Linked DNA regions of Gadus morhua: region 1 is linked to region 2. The links are chromatin contacts, called in public Hi-C maps. All regions are on one chromosome and are shown on one strand. Each heading gives the region's core, a stretch centred on a gene start, on an enhancer-like site or on the middle of the called end of the contact. The rest is flanking DNA. Distances are from core to core; before and after follow the strand shown. Region 1 holds the start of ubxn4 (UBX domain protein 4). Region 2 holds the start of rmp64 (ribonuclease MRP subunit p64).

Region 1 (2,700 bases), core at 114-2,613, 170 kb after region 2:
CAATATAATTCTGGTTGGGAAACCCAACAGAAGGATACAGATCTGGGAGAATTGTGTGCATGTCTCACTGCAAAAGACAAAGCAGAGTCAGAAAGTCCAAAGTTGCATACATTTTTGTTCAAGTTATATTCAGATTTAACTGCTGTATTGGTCAAATACTTTGAACACATAAAAACTATCAAACAACTAGTGTCAATACATTCTGAATGTTGAAACGTTAATGTTTTCTCAGAAATATACACATTGTAATGCTTGTGGGTTTACCGTCTATTACAATATCAACCGCTCTTTATACATCATGAGGCAAATGTGCATACTCTACTCATCCTGAAGTGCTAATTTACATTCAGTTAACAGTCCTGAAGGAAGTATTCACTGGAGACTGCATGCAGCAAGTCTTCATGTGATTCTTTCACATGTACTTCCATACCTCTTTGCATCCACTTTTATTGCCACACAGCAATTATGTGCCGCTTCTGACACTTTGTCTTCCTCCCAGCTCGATTGCAACTGCGCGGACTGCTCATCTTCGCCTTTTGGAGGTGTGAGGAATTCCGAGAAACAATTGTGTTATCATATTGTCTCCATACCAACTCCACTAAGGTTAGACCACCACAATTATATGGCATTGCATTTTTGAGATTGTATGTTTACAGACGGATAGAAATCAGAGAGTGGGATGAATGCCGATGGTATTATTGCTGGCTGATATTATTGTTCGTGCGTGGAAAAAGCTGGTTAATGAAAGATCGGAAATGGTCAAATCCAACTACATAATAGAGGGTCGCCCTGTTCATGACGTGGATGTACAAGTCATGCACGGGTCTACCGGGGATAGAAGCCAAGAAATTGCAGGACCATGACTCTAAAGCCAAACTCCATTGATATTTAAAGTTTCGTTCCTATCATTTCTGGATGACACGGCTCTGTGTAACAGTGTAGTCATAGGAAGCAAACGCATAGCTTGGGAACTCGTTGATATGTCTTATATTCTATAACGCAAGCAACAATAGCACGCCAGTTGTCATTTCTTTAAAGTGTTTGTGTATTAAAGGGTGACAGCTGGTAAACATCGTTAATCTGTGTGCTGCGCTGGACACTATAGCTAGCTAGAACATCTAGAAACATACCTGTGATCACAACGACAAACACCAAACTCTGTTGTTTGGCGGAGGCAATGGCAGCAGGAATGGAGCCTTCAAACCAACGCATATTTGTAGAATATGTTGTCTCTTTCTTTGTCTTTAACCCCACTGACTAGTTACATTAATCTTTAAAACCAAGTCAAAGTTACTGACGCTAACCGAGAACATACAGCTAACGTCTACTCCGCAGTATATATAGGACTTCCGGTATATGCTGGTTTCAAAATTAAAAGCTCAAACGTATTCCCATAAATGTTGTGTCCATTGAACTGCAATCAGGTAACACAAATATGACAAATACATTAAGACTCCAAAGTAAAAAATTGTAAACCCTTAATTATGATGATTGATTATCATTATTAACAGCTTCTCTCCGCCTTCAAACAATACATATGATCATAATTCTAGCGTGTTGTATTCCCACAAAATCTCCATCGGTTTATTCATTCCGAGGTTTATCAGCTACATTTCGTCATACAATTTGAGCTTTTACATTGAAGTCCAAAATAATGAAACGGAAGTATATCGTCTACAACTTTTGTTTATCAAGACCGTTTCACCATACACGGAAGTGTGAAGCCCCCAGGAACAGTGCATACTTCCGCAATCCACCAGTGCTCAGCGGCAAACCTGGTATTGCAGTCGTTTTAGCCATAGATATATGCCCTACGGCGGCGTCTAGAACGTCACCACTGGCGGCCATCTTACCACAGTAAGCTGCTCAGCCATAACATTAGCCGCGTTTACATGGACACATCTATGCCGCATAGATTTCTATGCGGCATAGAAAATGGTCATGTATACGCCTCATTCGGAATACATTTATCTGTTCGGCATAGATTCTATGCCGAATAGAATAGGTGGTGTAGTCCGTTTTAAATCGCCATGTATACACTTATTCCGCATAGATTGGGGTTTAACTTAGAGCAGCCGCAGTAGTTCGCAATTCCACTGAGCTCCGTCGGTACTTTTAAGCACACCGAACTTCACCGCTGTCAAGGAAAGTGGATTTATTGCCTGATTCACGTCTTTGTTATCACTCCGTAAAAGTAGTCCGGTAAGCGTGTCCGGTTGCTAAGCGACGGGACATGGGTGTTTATTAATGAGGTGTCCGCGCGCATCCGAGATAACTGTAAATGACTAAATTGACGTTGCTGCGCTGTCCTCCTCCTTCTTAATTGAAGGAGCAGGCAGAGAAAAGCTCCCTCCTGCTGTGCTTTCATTAAAATCAAATTTAAAATCCCCGATAGTGATAAGACATCCATTATGTCGCCGCCGGTCCAGAGACGTGTCAGGTGTGCGCGAGAGACATAACGGACACTTTTGTTACTGCCATGTATACAGTACATTCGGAACACATTTTAGGAACAGATCTATGCCGCATAGAAATCTATGCGGCATAGATCTGCCATGTAAACGCAGCTATTGTGTTGGTAGTGATTTCTGTACTTTTTAAACAACCATAACTTGCTAAATTTTCAACCGATTTAAAAACGGTTTGGTTTATTACAAACGTTATTAACGTGGTTATGATATTGTACCTATTTTAGAACAT
Region 2 (2,700 bases), core at 40-2,539:
CAAATAAATACAAATAGATAAAATGTAGATGCACTCACCATAGACGACTAACCATGCCGGTGATTACCACACTTAGGACTATAAATTCGTCCTGTTTAAGCTGCTGCCTTGCACGGCTATCCGTGATAGAAGATAGAAGTTAAGGCAGCAACCTTTATAAAACCTTTGGAATTCCAGTATAGGTCAGATACAAATGCATACACCCCAAATGCTGCTCAACAGCCCATAAGGATACGTGAATGATCTGCTGCAGTAATCCATTACGCAGGCCAATAGCCGGGCAGCTCCCAGGACCTTGAGAGAGACCCACTCCAGCATGGGCTGACTGGGACATGAGCTAACACACGAAGCCGCTGCGGGGTAGATCTTGCTACAAAAAAAACACAAAGATATTTCAAGTATGTTCCGCAAAAATAACAATACAGCTGATCAGGAAAAGGGGTAACTACATCGGCTCCACCGTTGTCAAGTCTGAAGAAACTGGTGCAGTCATCCATCACACTGGCCAAATACCTTTTAAACCTGCTTGCACAACAGTCTGCAAGATTTAGGAGGGCGGCATCAAGCTTCATCTCCTTCAGTCTGTTGATACACTGTTCAACCTTTGGGACAAAAATAACAACAATGCATGTTTAATGTTGCTTCCCTCCGATCTCGCCACTTATTACAATGCACATCTAAGCCCGTGTACGGAACACTAAGCGTCGAATCACTGTCCTACCTGCTTTAAAGCCCGAAACGTCAGGTTTGTCCCATGGTTGTTTTTACAAGTGAACAGCAGCTCATAAAGAACTCGGATCTCCGTTTGAAGAATGTGGCTTTTGAGCAAACCAAGGACCGTGTCGTTTTTCTTCAGCAGCCATCTAATATCAGCATCTACAAATGCAAAGTATTTTCAAATTAAACAACGAAACAAAAACGTATTGTCACACACTACTGCAAGTTATTTACATAGGTCATAGCCTCGTGGGTAACAAAAAGCACACGTGCCACGGCTGTTTACATTGTCAAATTCAGATGGATTCATACATGATTCAGAAAAAATAAATACCTTCTAAGATTCTTGGATTTATTTTTACAGAAGAAGCAGCACTTGGAAAAGGAATGTTTACTTTATTCCACAGTTCCTCCGCCATGCTGTTTGCTCAAGCCGGGCAAGCGGAACTCAATAAGCCTATCACGATCCAGCAAATGGTTACGTCAGCGTCCTTAAAGGTACCGTAGTTGTATAAAGCATTCAGCCAAGACCCAACACAGGAGAAAACTGGAGGGACGGCCACAGGGAAAGGGAAAGGGACAGAAAGAGCAAGCAGTGCGTCAAGAGGAAGACCGATGGGTAGATGAAGAGGTACGGCATTAAAAGGCGGAGCGGCAGGTGTGACGTGTGAGCAGGTTATTGTGCAGGATACGTGGTTAATACTCAGACCCAAAATGATAGAGATAATTCTCTCTAAGGCCCTGCTCAGACCCAATTGACCAGCACACTGGGTGCATGGAAGCAGTATTTTAATTTCTGTTAACTACATCACTCCTTTTACTATCTTCTTCAGAAATATCTTCCATATCAATTAAGTGAATGGTTAGTAAATGTTGTGTACATTTTACAATTATTGTTCTTAGAATATTCGTTATAAGGCATTGCCTATTCAAATAAGTATGAGTTTGATTATGAGTGATTGAAGCAATTTTTATAACATGGTCCAAGACTTTTGGTCAATTTTTTGCTTTGCAAAGAATGTTACATTTATTTGATTAAATATGTAAAAATGCAGATGAGTTTGGAACACTGGGGTTCGGAGGAATGAGGTTGTAGTTTAAGTTCAGCTCTTGTCACTTGTATCTTGTAGTGTAGAACTGGCCCCTGTGAGGTCAAAGACATTGCATTCAGATTAACCATAATTTACCAGGACCAGGGCCATACCACTATTCAATAATATAGAGTAGCATTTCAAACTACAGCTATGTAGGCTTAGGACTTTAGGACTGATACATTAGCTTGATCATGTTAAAGAATATAAAGTTATTTTGTAATGGTGAATAATAATTTGGCATCATGCGGGGACCTCTGCTGGTCACTTTAGGCAAACCTATTTGTGAATACGTTTGTTTGCGGACATGCTATTTCCACATTATTGGCTATTAATTCGCGTTGCGCAATTAATTAATGTATCAAAAACTTTTGGGATGACATTTATTTCATGTGTAAATGAAAATAACAAAACAATACAATCTATTGCATATGTAGCCTATGTTGTCCGATGTATTAGAATTCCTACTTCGGACGTTCCTACTGCCTCCTCAAACTAGAAAAAGGCAGATTATTTTTACGAATGCCATTTATACGAATGGTGACATGGCTACAACAACCCCTGCAGAATTAAATATATATGGGATAGCAGGATCACAAAAAAGGTATAGCATTGGCATCCCCTTCTATCCTGTCTCGGGGACTTTCTGTCCCTCTGAATTAGATGCACTGTCGTACGATTGTTTACTCTCTTATCACTTAACACTGGTGGCAAAACATGATTTTTGTTTATGATTTCCCTCCCAACGGGCAGCCTGTTGCGGTTTTTCCTTTACATCCATTATGCTGACTCCTGCAGGCTCTGATGCTCCACGTCAGGCACGAGCTGTTTCGGCTTGGTGCTGACGTCACTGCACTCCCATAATGCAACGAAACATATGACAAAAAAGTAA

The links. A called contact is a pair of places that touch in the nucleus more often than the background predicts.
Region 1: a contact with region 2 is called in a Hi-C map of heart, with 4 times the contacts expected there. The contact joins the promoter of ubxn4 here to the promoter of rmp64 in region 2. A contact is called at or near these places in 2 of 6 Hi-C or Micro-C datasets (gill and heart).

The regions. Positions count from the first base shown.
Region 1 is chr20:9,956,434-9,959,133 of gadMor3.0, forward strand. ubxn4 (UBX domain protein 4) reads right to left here and starts at 1,364. Exons shown (of 13, transcript XM_030343278.1): 1 at 1,131-1,364; 2 at 431-533; 3 at 39-67. The coding sequence starts at 1,212.
Region 2 is chr20:9,783,214-9,785,913 of gadMor3.0, forward strand. It overlaps rmp64 (ribonuclease MRP subunit p64), which reads right to left and starts at 1,290. Exons shown (of 9, transcript XM_030342606.1): 1 at 1,052-1,290; 2 at 722-876; 3 at 514-602; 4 at 236-370; 5 at 39-116. The coding sequence starts at 1,136. rab3gap1 (RAB3 GTPase activating protein subunit 1) reads left to right here and starts at 1,262. Exons shown (of 25, transcript XM_030342601.1): 1 at 1,262-1,348; 2 at 2,607-2,700.